2 separate regions of the Hordeum vulgare genome follow, and region 1 is linked to region 2. The links are chromatin contacts, called in public Hi-C maps. All regions are on one chromosome and are shown on one strand. Each heading gives the region's core, a stretch centred on a gene start, on an enhancer-like site or on the middle of the called end of the contact. The rest is flanking DNA. Distances are from core to core; before and after follow the strand shown. Region 1 holds the start of LOC123440425 (transcription factor WRKY19-like). Region 2 holds the start of LOC123444719 (acidic leucine-rich nuclear phosphoprotein 32-related protein-like).

What was found. A called contact is a pair of places that touch in the nucleus more often than the background predicts.
Region 1: a contact with region 2 is called in a Hi-C map of leaf, with 3 times the contacts expected there. The contact joins the promoter of LOC123440425 here to the promoter of LOC123444719 in region 2. A contact is called at or near these places in 4 of 6 Hi-C or Micro-C datasets (leaf and seedling) and 1 of 1 datasets of contacts at active chromatin or transcription factors (embryo).

Annotation. Positions count from the first base shown.
Region 1 is chr3H:529,738,782-529,745,073 of MorexV3_pseudomolecules_assembly, forward strand. It overlaps LOC123440425 (transcription factor WRKY19-like), which reads right to left and starts at 1,265. Exons shown (of 3, transcript XM_045116991.1): 1 at 769-1,265; 2 at 533-619. The coding sequence starts at 1,112.
Region 2 is chr3H:529,447,918-529,454,147 of MorexV3_pseudomolecules_assembly, forward strand. It overlaps LOC123444719 (acidic leucine-rich nuclear phosphoprotein 32-related protein-like), which reads right to left and starts at 4,763. Exons shown (of 2, transcript XM_045121537.1): 1 at 4,294-4,763; 2 at 1,886-2,427. The coding sequence starts at 4,662. The coding sequence ends at 2,161. It overlaps LOC123445851 (a small nucleolar RNA gene), which reads right to left and starts at 3,519; the gene lies at 3,425-3,519. It overlaps LOC123445847 (a small nucleolar RNA gene), which reads right to left and starts at 2,718; the gene lies at 2,633-2,718. LOC123445846 (a small nucleolar RNA gene) reads right to left here and starts at 2,847; the gene lies at 2,759-2,847. It also overlaps LOC123445854, LOC123445853 and LOC123445852.

The sequences.
Region 1 (6,292 bases), core at 15-2,514, 290 kb after region 2:
GGGATGACGAAAATTGTGGATGGTCAGGAAAACATTCCCTTTACCTGAAAGAGAAGACAGGGTCAGCATCGAAACTGGCTTTTACTTTGTATCCCCTTGGAATGGACCCATCTCTCCGCTTTGCCGATGCTTTCAAACGTGTGGCCGTGTGGGGAACTGGGGATCCGATCGGTTGCTCACCAGGATCAAGCATCCTTTTTGAGGTCGCTGCGTGGCAAGCGCGCAGCATTTTGTGTTTGTCCTTTGCGCGCTTCCCTTTCCCGATCTCCCGGTGCCATCGCGTGGGCATCAGAAATCTGAATCAGCCTAATCATGCACGTTTTCCTACTATCCCGTACGCGCTACAAGCGTCACGATCTAAACCTTGCGCGCGCCTAGATAAGTAGTAGTAGTAGCTATAGCTTTTATTTAGGAGCATGTTCGTTTCTTGTTAGAGCGACATGGCAACTTAATCGCTCATCGTCCGTTGATTATTTAGTTATCTGGATAAGATAAGCAACAGAGACGCCGAGATATATAGAAATGAACTGACCTTGGGAAGCTCGTCCTCATGATCCTCTTCTGGCCGTACTTCCTCCACTGGTACCCGTCGGAGTATGGCGAGGAAGTCACTGTTACCCTGTTGAAGGAAGAATGGACTCCACACAATCAGTTCCCCCACATAATCCACTTGTTTTGTTTCTCGGCCATTTTCTGAAAGCTTATACCCTACTGCAGGTATGTAATAATACTAGTAGTAGTAGTAGTACTAGCAGCTGGGCGACTCACTTTCTCGGGACGCCGTCGTCTCTAGGACGGCGCGCGCTCGCGGCGCCGGTGGCAACGACGGGGGTCGCGTCGGGCGGCGGCGCGGCCGGGGCGGAGCCGCCCATGATGGAGATGCAGACGGAGAAGGCGCGGGACACCTCCTGCAGGATCAATGCGGCGGTGGCCTCGGCCTGGCCCTGCCCGCGCAGCGCCCGCAGCGCCTCCGCCTGCAGGTGCGCCGTCAGCTCGTGCCCGTGCGTCAGCTCCCTCAGCACCGCCTTGTGCTGCTCGTCGGCCGCCGCGGAGTCGTCGTAGCCGGCGACGCCGACGTTGGGGTTCATGATGAGACGGGACTGCGCCTGCATGGTTGTGCTGCCTCGCGACCTGGCTGCCGACGCCGTTATCGAGTAAGAGTTCTGTGCGCGCGCAAGAGTTAATTCGTTGTATAGTATAGAGCTTTGGTGGCTGGGGCGGGCGGAAGTAGAAGCTGCACTTGCACGAGAGCTAATATATAGAGGGATGGGAGGAAGGGTCGTCGCAGCTCAAGCGGTTGGGAGCGATGCACTGTAAACCTGGCTTGGGGCTGGGGACGCTATTACGCGGTGTGGTGGACTCGGTGAGGACCCTCCTGCAGGAAGTCGTTCTTAATTAGCAAAGGGAGATCTGCAAATAGGTTCAGAAAAACGAAAAGGAATGCTCTGTTGATACACGATAATCCTACGCCTAAAAATAGGTCCTACTGTACCTAAAGTTACTTAGGGCATCTTCATGGCTGACGCGCAAATTTGCCTGGTGTCCGTCCGCGAACGGATGGACCAGTTCATAGACACGGATGCGGCAGCCAACCATCCAAAACTATTCGCATGTATCCGGTTGTATTTTAAATGGATTTTGAACGAAAATAAAAAAAAATTGATTGAAACTCGAATAAAGCAAACGATATTCACTGGAAGTGGGATAATATTTACATAAAATCGGATGATATTTCGTTCCGCGAACTAAAACCATAACCCTACACCACGTCACCACCTATACTAGATGGTGACCTCGTAAGCCATGTCGGGCTGGCCGGCGGCTCCTCCGTCATCGTCACCGGAGCCGTTGTCAGAGTCATCGTCGGGCATCGAGTGGCGGAAGGGGGCTTCCCGACAGTCGCTTGATGCTCACGGACGATCCTCTCCGCTTCCTCCTGCACCACGCGTAGTGCGGCCACAACCATCGATGACGCGAGTAGGAGAGAGGACAACCATCCTTGGAGGAGGCGCTCTTGGCGACGGTGATCTCGCTCAGAGACTACACTTCGCCGTACTTGGTCATATCCGCGTCGATGCGGGGAGACGGTGCTTGCTCGTCTCCATCGTCGTCAAGGAACTGTTTAGGGCCCAGGCATACGCCAGGTCCTGGTCCGTCGCGACGTATGACGGTGGGACGTCGGAGTCTGTGAACTCCGGCCGACACATAGTGCCGTGGTATTTCCGGGACAAATGCCATGGGGTCGCTTAACTCGTAGGTTGGGGCCGATGCACGCCGACGACATCTGGGAGCGGGTGTGGGCGCAACACGCATGACGCCGATTTACCCAGGTTCAGGGTCCTCCAATGAGGTAAAACCCCTAGTCCTGCCTGAGTGACTATAAGATAATCACAGTACAAAGGTTGCTCCTTGAGTTGTTCGTGGGGAGGGAGAACAGAGCGCTGGCTGCCGGACTTGCTGCCTCAGATGGTGTTCTCTGCGTGATCGTGGGAATGTTGTGTCTTTCAGCCTGCCTCTCTTAGTGGGTAGGGACGTGGCTTTATAGTGCAGCCAGGAGTTACAGTGGTAACGGTAGGATTGTGGGGTGGGGGCCGACTCCCGGCCTCTTGGGCCGGCTGCGAGGCCCACCTACGGCTGGGTCTTGTCATGGGACCCGCCGGTCGTGTGCAGCAGCGGTCGGTGCGCCGAGCTATCAGGTGGGTGCGATAGAGGGGGAACGTGGCTACAAGACCTCCTTGCTCACTCAGGGTCGGGGTCCCTGTAGCCTCGGTGACCCTCCTAGCATCACGCCGCAGGACAACTGTACATGTCAGCGCGTACTGCTGCCGTGATAGCCTCTGATCATTCGTCTTGTCTTGTCTGCATACGGCGATACGGTCGAATGAGACGGGAGCCGGCCGCGCATCTCGCAAGAGGACAAGCGGCTGGCCGAGCCCCGCCAGGCGGCCGGATACATGTCGAAGAGGTGGCCGGCTACCGCTAGACGGCCGGGTACGTGTAGGCTAGAAATGGGGTCGGCTATCGCCAACCCGCCGTACTTGTGGGTGGAAGGGGCCGGCTCTTGCCAACCGGCCGCGCTTGGGTTGGCTGAATGGGCCGGCTATCTCCAGCCGGCCTTGCTTGGGTCGGCCAAGTGGGCCGGTTATCGCTAGCTGGCCTGGGGGCCCAGGCGGCCTCAAATGTCTTGGAGATGGATAATCTCCGCTCTTGGTACACCCGGGGGTAGTATCCCCGTCACATAGCATTGCGCAGTCTCGTCGACACCGCTCCCCATGGCATAATCGTGCGTCGTTAGGGCACTCCAAGCTAACGAACTGATGTCGCCGCCGCTATAGTTGAGGTAGGAGCGCAGGCGACAGCGCGTTTTCACGTCAATCGACTTGGGCACGGGGGTGGCGAGTGGCACTCCTGATGACATGACAGGGAGTAGTTACTTTTGTTCCTGAGGATGTGGGAGAAGGCTTATTATAAGTAATCATGTGAATTTGGTATTCGTTTGATATTTTGATGATATGTATGTTCTTGTTTTCTTCACTCGTGTCATGTGAACATCGACTACATGACACTTCACCATATTTGGGCCTAAGGGAAGGCATTGTGGAGTAATAAGTAGATGATGGGTTGCCATAGTGAGAGAAGGCCAAACCCTAATTTATGCGTTATTTCATAAGGGGCTGATTTGGATCCACATGTTTCATGCTATGGTTAGATTTATCTTAATTCTTCTTTCGTAGTTGTGGATGCTTGTGAGGGGGGGGGGGGGTAATCATAGGTAGGTTGCATGTTCAATTAAGAACAACACCTAAGCACCGATCCACCCACATATCAAATTATTAAAGTAATGAACGTGAATCAACACAACATAATAAACATGACTAGACAAAAATTTCCATGTGTTCTCGGGAGCGCTTTGCTTTATATAAGAGTACTTTCACGCATGTCCTTTGCTACAAAAAGGATTGAGCTATCTTGCTGCATACTTTCTACTTTTATTACTTGTCACTTGTTACTAGTTATCTTACTACAAAACTATCTATTCATGTTACTCACAACATTTGTAGAGAATGCCTTGCTGGAAATTGCATATCATTTCCTTCTGCTCCTCGTTGGGTTCGACACTCTTGCTTATCGAAAGGACTACGATTGATCCCCTATACTTTTGACTCATCAAGACTCTTTTCTGACGCCGTTGCCGCGGAGTGAAGTGCTTTTGGTAAGTGGAAATTGGTAAGGAAATATTTTTGGTACGCGCTAAATTTTACTGTTGCTTGTCACTATGGATAGTACTCCTTTGAAGGGCATGTTTGTGGTATCTTCACCCTGACAAAAAGTGGAAAAAGTTGCCCCTCAACCTACTGAACCTACTGAAAACATTTATTAAGAGATTACTTTGGGTATGTTAGGAAAACTGCTAGCCAATCCTTATGCAGGAGACGGTACAACTCATCATGATCTGCACTTGATATATGTAGACGAGATCTCTTATTTAAGCTTGCATTTTTATTTGAGGACAAAGTCAATAAGAAGGTTTTCCCTTTATCTTTGTAATAAAAGTATTGATTTTATATAGGCTATTGCATGGTATTGGATCATGGTACTGGAATCGTTTGAAGCTGGAATTTCATCAGAAGTTTTATCATATGCATCTAGTTCATCGTGATCGGAACTATATATATAGTTTCTGGCCATGCGAAGGAGAAAGCATCGCTCAAGCTTGGGGGAGGCTTAAATATATGACACACACTTGCCCTAACCATGAGCTCTCAAGGGAAATGATTACACAAAACGTTGCTTAGCTTCCTCATGATGATCAACTAATACTTGATTCTTCTTCCACTGGTTGCTATATGAAGAGAACTATTGAATTCAAATGGGATCTTCTGGAAATAATTAAACGCAAATGTAAAGATTGGAAACTCAACAAAGTTAAAGAGTCATTTGTAAAGCTTGAGTTTGATTGTGTTAAATCTTTTATGGAAACTAATACTTTTCATAAGTTTAGCAATAAATATGGGTTTAACTCTCAGATATTAGCTTCTTTCTTTGAATCATTTTCTACTCATGTTGATCTCCCTAAGGAGAAGTGGTTTAAATTACATACGCCCTATTGAAAAATTATTGGAGTAACCCATCAAAGTTAAAGAAGAAACAATTGTTTACCATGTTGATCCAGTTGTGCCTACTGCTTACATTGAGAAACCGCCTTTTCCTTTTAGGATTAAGGAACATGTTAAAGCTTCAACCGTGGTTAATAAAAGTAATATTAGGACACCTAAACCTTCTGAGAAAATAAAATTAGAACCTAATATTGCTATGGTTAAAGATCTCCTAGTTGATAATATTGATGGGCATGTCATATACTTCTCTCATGAAGCTGCTAGAATTGCAAAACTTGTTAGAAACGAACATGATAAGCTACACAAAAAATGAGTTGTTGGCATGCATGTTGTTTCTGTAAGATTGGAGATCATTTCTATCATGGCTTTTGTGACATGGGTGCTAGTGTTAGTGTTATGCCTTTTATCCTATATCAGGAAATTATGAATTGCGTAACACCCTCTAAGATTAAAGATATTGATGTTACTACTAAACTTGCAAACGAAGACACTATTTCACCACTTGGGATTGTTAGAGATGCTGAAGTATTGTCTGGAAAAATGAAGTACCCCACTGATTTGTTAGTACTTGGTCCACAACAAGATAGTTTTTGTCCCATTATATTTGGTAGGCATTTCTTGAAAACCGTTAATACTGAAATTAATTGTGTTACAGAAAGGTTAAAGTAAGCTTTGGTGATGAGTCTCATGAATTTAATTTCTCTAAGTTTGGTGACAACCACATGAGAAAGAGTTATCTAGTAAGGGTGAAATAATTGGTCTTGCTTCTATTGTTGTACCTCCTACTCATCCGTTAGAATAATATCTGCTAGACCATGAGAATGATATGTATATGAATGAAAGGAACAAAATAGATGAAATATTATTTAGAGAAACACATATCCTTAAACACAAATTTCCTATTAACATTCTAGGGGATCATCCCGCACCTAAGGGAGATGTTGTGTTTGAGTTAAAGAAGTTACCTTATACTCTAAAATATGCTTATCTTTATGAAAAGAAAATATATCATGTCATTATTAGTGCTAACCTTTCAGAACATGAAGAAAAGAGATTACTTAAAACTGTGAGGAAGCAGATAGCTGTCTACTGGATATACTCTTGATGATCTTAAGGCCATTAGTCCCACTCTATGTCAGCACAAGATTAATATCAAACCAGATGCTAAACCTGTC
Region 2 (6,230 bases), core at 3,513-6,012:
CGAGCCCACATACCAGCCGATCTCCAATGTTCATCTTTTTCTCTCCTAACCCAGGTAGCCATCTTGCCGAGATTATGCTCCTCCATCCCGTATTTGCGGAATTCAAGTAGTTGGGAGGCACACCAGGGTTAAGATCTGTGTTAGTTTGTTTTGATTTCATTTGTTTGTGGAATTAAAGATGATGTAAGACCACAAAATCTTCAATCACGGTAGAATTTTTTTAACACGTGCATACGCTGATTTTGCTGGTCACGTCACTTTCATTGGATTATGTTGTGATTGATTCTTATCCTTTTATGTGCTTAATGAGCAGGTTGCCGTACGTGATGCCCATCCCAGTAGGAATGTTGAACAAACATTGAGAAATCACCAAGAGACACGAGATTGCTTCATGTACCTAGAGTGCCATCCCTTCTCGATAATGATGGGAGCACGTCCGGCCGGTGCACAAAATGGTACCTCACATCCTCATTTTACCTTGGTTTAATTTGATATATTCAGCTGGCCGAGTTTGTTGTCAAGAGGTCGATGGCTAATGGTGCAGCTGCACCACCACTCCATCCATGCCAAACCTTCTTGATGCAGCTAATTAACAATGGTGTGACAGAAGGAGACACGTCCACCATAGGAATGAAGCACGGTTGTCATCGCAAAGAAGCATGACTAACATTGCAAGGAAGCATGGTTGTATGTCCAACATTGGGAGCATGATTACCATCACAACAAGCACGGCTAACATTGAAAGGAAGCATGGTTTGCGTCTAGCTGACGATGTTTGAACTGTGCCTAGCTGCCACATTATGTTTTATGGAAGCACATTCTGATTTTTCTCGATGCACATTATAGTTTCTATGGAAGCAATAGTTCACTTTGTTTTAAACCAATGATGTGTTTCAATGGTAAATAAATCTGCATGGAAACAAACATCCTTGGAAGCGTGATACAGTGGAAGAAATTATCTGGTTTTTTTAAGTATATTTCTACTACATCACAAACAAAACAAAAAAAAACACTCATGCATCCATGTAGAAGTAAAATTTGTGTTGTTACAAAAAAAAGACTTGTAAATTTTCATATCAAATGAATTTGCACCGTGTACATTCATGTCATTGATCCATAGAAGTTTCATTGCCAAGCAAATGTTTCCATCGAACATGAATATAGTTTTTGTTACACAAAAAAATGTCTCCAAAGCATCTAAAAAATTGTAGCGCAACTTGAATAATGCTTCGCTGAAACAAATAAATCAATCATAGTATCAAATATTCTATTTCCTTAACATATTGCACTATACTTCCATCAACAAAATAGGACTTTCCATGCCATACATGCCCTACATATGAAGCATCTACAGAAATATTTATTTTCCGTAATTTCAAGGAAGCACTAATTTATATATTTATTTGGTAGAAGCAAATCACGACTTACCAAAAAAACAGAAAAATAGAGTTATTATCATAATTTCTGGGAAGCAATTTTTGATTTTAGAATACGTTGATGCATTCATGCTTCCCTAGCTTAATCGACAGTGCTTCCCTGGCTTAATCCAGGGTTCAAAACAATTCAATCAAAGGGTGATAGACTAGTCTGGTTGCTAGTGGTTCCCAACAGTTAAAGCATGTTGATAATGTGAAGAAAGATCAGAGTAGATCAAACTTGACAGAACCATAAGTTTGTCGCAAAAACTAAAACACATATAGGTAGCAAAAACTAAAGCACATCTAGGCACATGACAAGTATTCTCTGTCCAAAAACTAAAGCACATCTAGACACATGACAAGTATTTTCGAACAGAGAAAGTAGGTCAGAGCAGACATAACAGTAGAGTAATAACAGCTAGCTGGCAATAACCAGTTGAAGAGAAATATCATGAATACAAGATTCGGAACAAAGCGCATCCACATTCCACAGGTTTTAATCAGAAGCTACACAAGCATATAACAAGCCCCATATCTCATGCTCATACAGAAGTTTCCAGAGGCTGCTAATCAACATCAGCAGTATGCACTAACAACTAACATGGGTAGACTCAAGTTCGAGCTGCTACACCTACCACAGATGTCCTAAAACTACAGCATTTACCAACAATCCTCTTGAAGAGGATTATTTTCCTTCTTCGCCCTCAGCAGAAACGATCTCAGATCAGCCAGAACAAATTGACTATCGCTTTGAGGGAGGCTTCTCATCATCATCACCATCATCATCACCATCGTCGTCATCATTATCTTCATCCTCCCCGCCAGACCTCTTTCTCTTTGAAGAGGATTGTGCCTTAACAGAATCCTCACCATCTTCTTCAGCATCATCATCCTCAATCTCCTCATCATCAGCACCATCACCATTTTCTTCTGGCTCAAAGTCACTGGAATGCTCTTCATCTTCAGCACGGCCAAGTGGCTGCACGAGATATTTAGTTCCTAACTCCTCCTGCCAAACAACAAATAGTACAAGTGTCAATTAGTCTGACTACTCACAACTATGCTAGTTGCATATTACAGTTAGTGACAGATAGATTCAAGTCACAACAGATGAGAAACGAAAACCAATTATTTGGGGACAACTATCAACATAAAATAAGCTAGTGACAGATGGATTCAAGTCGAAGTTCAACAAAATCAAAGTTTAACAACAGTTTGGAATCAGACTGACGTGCAATTTCTCATCATTCTGAATAATCCATAAAGGACATCTGAGATGAAACAATCATCACTTTCCAAATAAGAGTGGATACCACTAACAATTTAGTTTACAAAACTATTAGGGGATCAGACTGACGTGCAATTTGTCACCATTCTTTAAGAAAGCCCATTAAGGGCATCTGTGATGAATTAATCATCATTTCCCCAAACGAAAATAAAACCCTCATCTGACTACAAGCCAAGAAAAAAAAATCTACCACTAGTGCTTTGGATCAGATAGGCAAATCAGTTATTGTGCAACATAGGGAGAGCTCTAGGCCCATCCTCAGAAACAGCCTCTGATGTTCATCATCTCCTTTACAAAATAAATAAGAGAAAACAGAAGTATTATGGGCCAGATCAGAAATTTTGCAACATAGGGAGAGCTCAAGGCTCATACCCGGAAGCAGCATCAGATATTCATCATCTATTTCACAAAATAAATGAAGAGAGAAAATTGAAAGTGTTTGACTAGTCCTTTGGATCAGATAGGCAAATCAGTAATTTTGCAACATACGGAGAGCTCTAGGCTCATCCTCAGAAACAGCCTCTGATATTCATCATCTCCCATGGCCAAATAAAAATAAGAAAATAGAAAATATTTCTCTAGTGCTTTGGATCAGATAGGCAAATCAGTTATTTGGCAACATAGGGAGAGCACTGGGCTCGTCCTCAGAAACAGCCTCTGATATTCATCATCTCCATGAGAAAATAATGAGAAGAAAATAGAAAGTATTTCACTAGTGCTTTGGATCAGATAGGCAAATCAGTTATTTGGCAACATAGGGAGAGCTATAGGCTCGTCCTCAGAAACAGCCTCTGATGATCATCATCTCCAAGCACACATAAACAGGGCCAGAAAGAAGCCTACTATCAAATCTGACAGATCTACACCAGACAATTTGAATATCTAGGTGTCTTTGGATCTGAGTGTGAAATAGCGAGATTTCCTGAGGACCATCTTAGGAACACCACAAGGCAAATTTAGTATAGCAAGATAACTCATAGACCACAGGATATCTTAGCAATACCACGAGCCAGATTTAGTATAGTAAAATAATTCATGGACAGCATAACATGGCCCGGTTTCTCTTTTATCAGTTGCACAAGGTTTTTTTTCTTTATATTAAAGGAAAAAAGGAAGCATATACTTTGTCCTCAACTATTCTCGAAAAGGGACGTGCTACCAGTCTGACGGCCTACACTAGACACCACACAACAACGGAAGGCAGGTCGGTATGCCTACTGAATATCGATTACCACAACAGGCTGAACAGATAAAAAATAAACGGTATAGCAGAGTACAATTGACAAGATCTAAACAAACACAACAGAAAAAGCTGCAGGTTGAGCAAAAGAAAAAATTCACAGTTCCTAAATCTATCTACCTAACCAGATGCAACCCGTCTGGCTCGCTTTTTTTCCAGATCTGAACACATTTATCGCCAGCTACGAGAAATACGGCAACTTAAGAAAAGCATAAATCGACAAGATCTGAAGACAGATCTGGAATTTCTCTAACATAACGGAACCATATGTTCATAGACTAAACGTAACCGAAATTACTGATAAATTTGAGATGTTAAAAAAATACGAGACGATGAGAAATTTATACCTCGGGGTCCTCCTCCTCATCCACTTCATCGTCGTCCTCCTCGTCATCGTCGTCGTCGTCGTCATCGTCATCGTCATCGTCACCACCGTCCTCTTCATCGCCGCCGTCGTCGTCCTCGTCGGAGATGTCGACCACCTGCTGCGGCGCCGACCCCTTCTCCTCACCCTCAACCCCCTCATCATCGTCCTCTTCCCCATCGTCGTCGACGTCGTCGTCGTCGTCGTCGCCGTCAACCGCCTCCTCCTCGTCATCCTCACCTTCATCGTCCACATCCACCACCTCTTCCGCCGCCTTTTTGGCGGCGGCCGCGGCGGCCTTGATGCGGGCGATCTCCGCCGCACGCTCGTCGCCTTCAACCGCCGGCTTCATCTCCTCCACTCTTCTACTAGACACGAACTCTCGCAAGAGAATTTCTTCCTCTGGTTAAAGTTGGCGTTGTGGTTGTGGAAAATTCAGGGGAAATTTTGCGCGATTTGTAGCCGGCGGGGAAGAACAAGAGGGCCGAGAGGCCTCTAGGTTTGGGCGGATGGGCCAGAACAGATCCTGGTCGTTGGGTACAAGAACAGGCACGCGGATTCATGACGTGGCGGAGCATCGGACGGCTGCCAGGGATTTGTTCGTGGGTGGTGAGAGCTCGTGAGGTGGGGCAAAACGGCTAGGGCTGACGGCAGCGTGAGGATTTGGACGCGACTAACGCCACTGTGAGACTAGTGTGCTTTGGGCCATCATCCGTCGCTCTCTAGGCCCATCCCACAGGTGGTTGCCTTACCCACATATGTGACCAAAAGTAAGCCCACGCAGCAAATAAATTCCATCGCAAGTCCCAACAAACCCGCGAGAATTATGTCTCACATTAGGCGTGACGGAAGTTTCTTGCTGAAGGGAACTGCTCCTCGCGCAAGCAACTGGACCGGCCCATCAGCAAACTTTTATACCTACTAATAAAGGAAATTGGTTTCTTAGTCCGTCGTGGCGTTTTGCAATATCCTTCTCAAATCTATACCTAATAATAAAGCGGCTATTGCTTCCTTCGGAAAACCCACCACGATATTTTTATAAAAGAGCTCCTGTAATTTTTGTTATTCAATCCGCGCTCCATCATTTATCTGCAACGCAAAAGGAAAAAAATGATTCATTATAAAAATTATACCCGTACACATCGCCTCCTCCCGTCGACCCTGGGCCACCCTGACGTGTGCCCAGGCCACCGCCACACCACTCGCCGCCGCGGCCGACCTCAACCGCCACCGCTGTCGATCTCAACCCACCCGCCTCCGCGGCTGTACCTCTCCCCGCTCACTGCCCCCGTTGCGGCGCTCGAGCGCATCGCGTCGACCCTGGTCCACCCTGGCCTGTGCCCAGGCCGCCACCACACCACTCGCCGCCGCGGTCGACCTCAACCACCACTGTTGTCGATCTCAACCCGCCCGCCTCCGTGGTCGTACCTCTGCCCGCTTGCTGCCCCTGTTTCGGCGCTCGAGCACAGCTTCTGGATCAAATCAACGCAACAGCTACAACGACTTGGGATGATGCGTTTGCTCGATGCAGAACGGCGGCGGCGCGCGGATAAGGCGCGGCGGAGTGAAGTACTTGCAGGTGGAGGCGGGCCTCCATGGCTCACACGGGGAACTCCGAGGTTATGGCGCGACAACGACGACTCCTTATGACCAGATAGAGGCGCCTAACCCTTGCTCCCCTCATCGTATCCCCTCCTTCGGCAGGAACTCATCATCTGGTGAGATCCCCTCCCCATGCATCCAACCGTGTGCCAAGCACCGACAAGAAATTTTGTTTTGTGAAAATTTGTTTGCTGATGAATGAATGTATTGAATGTAAGATTGCATTGTTGTAGAGAGAGAGAATGGAACACCACCTTCAGTTTGTCATCTCATCCCACATTCTCTACCCCATGAGTGAAATAAGATAATAGTCCCTTG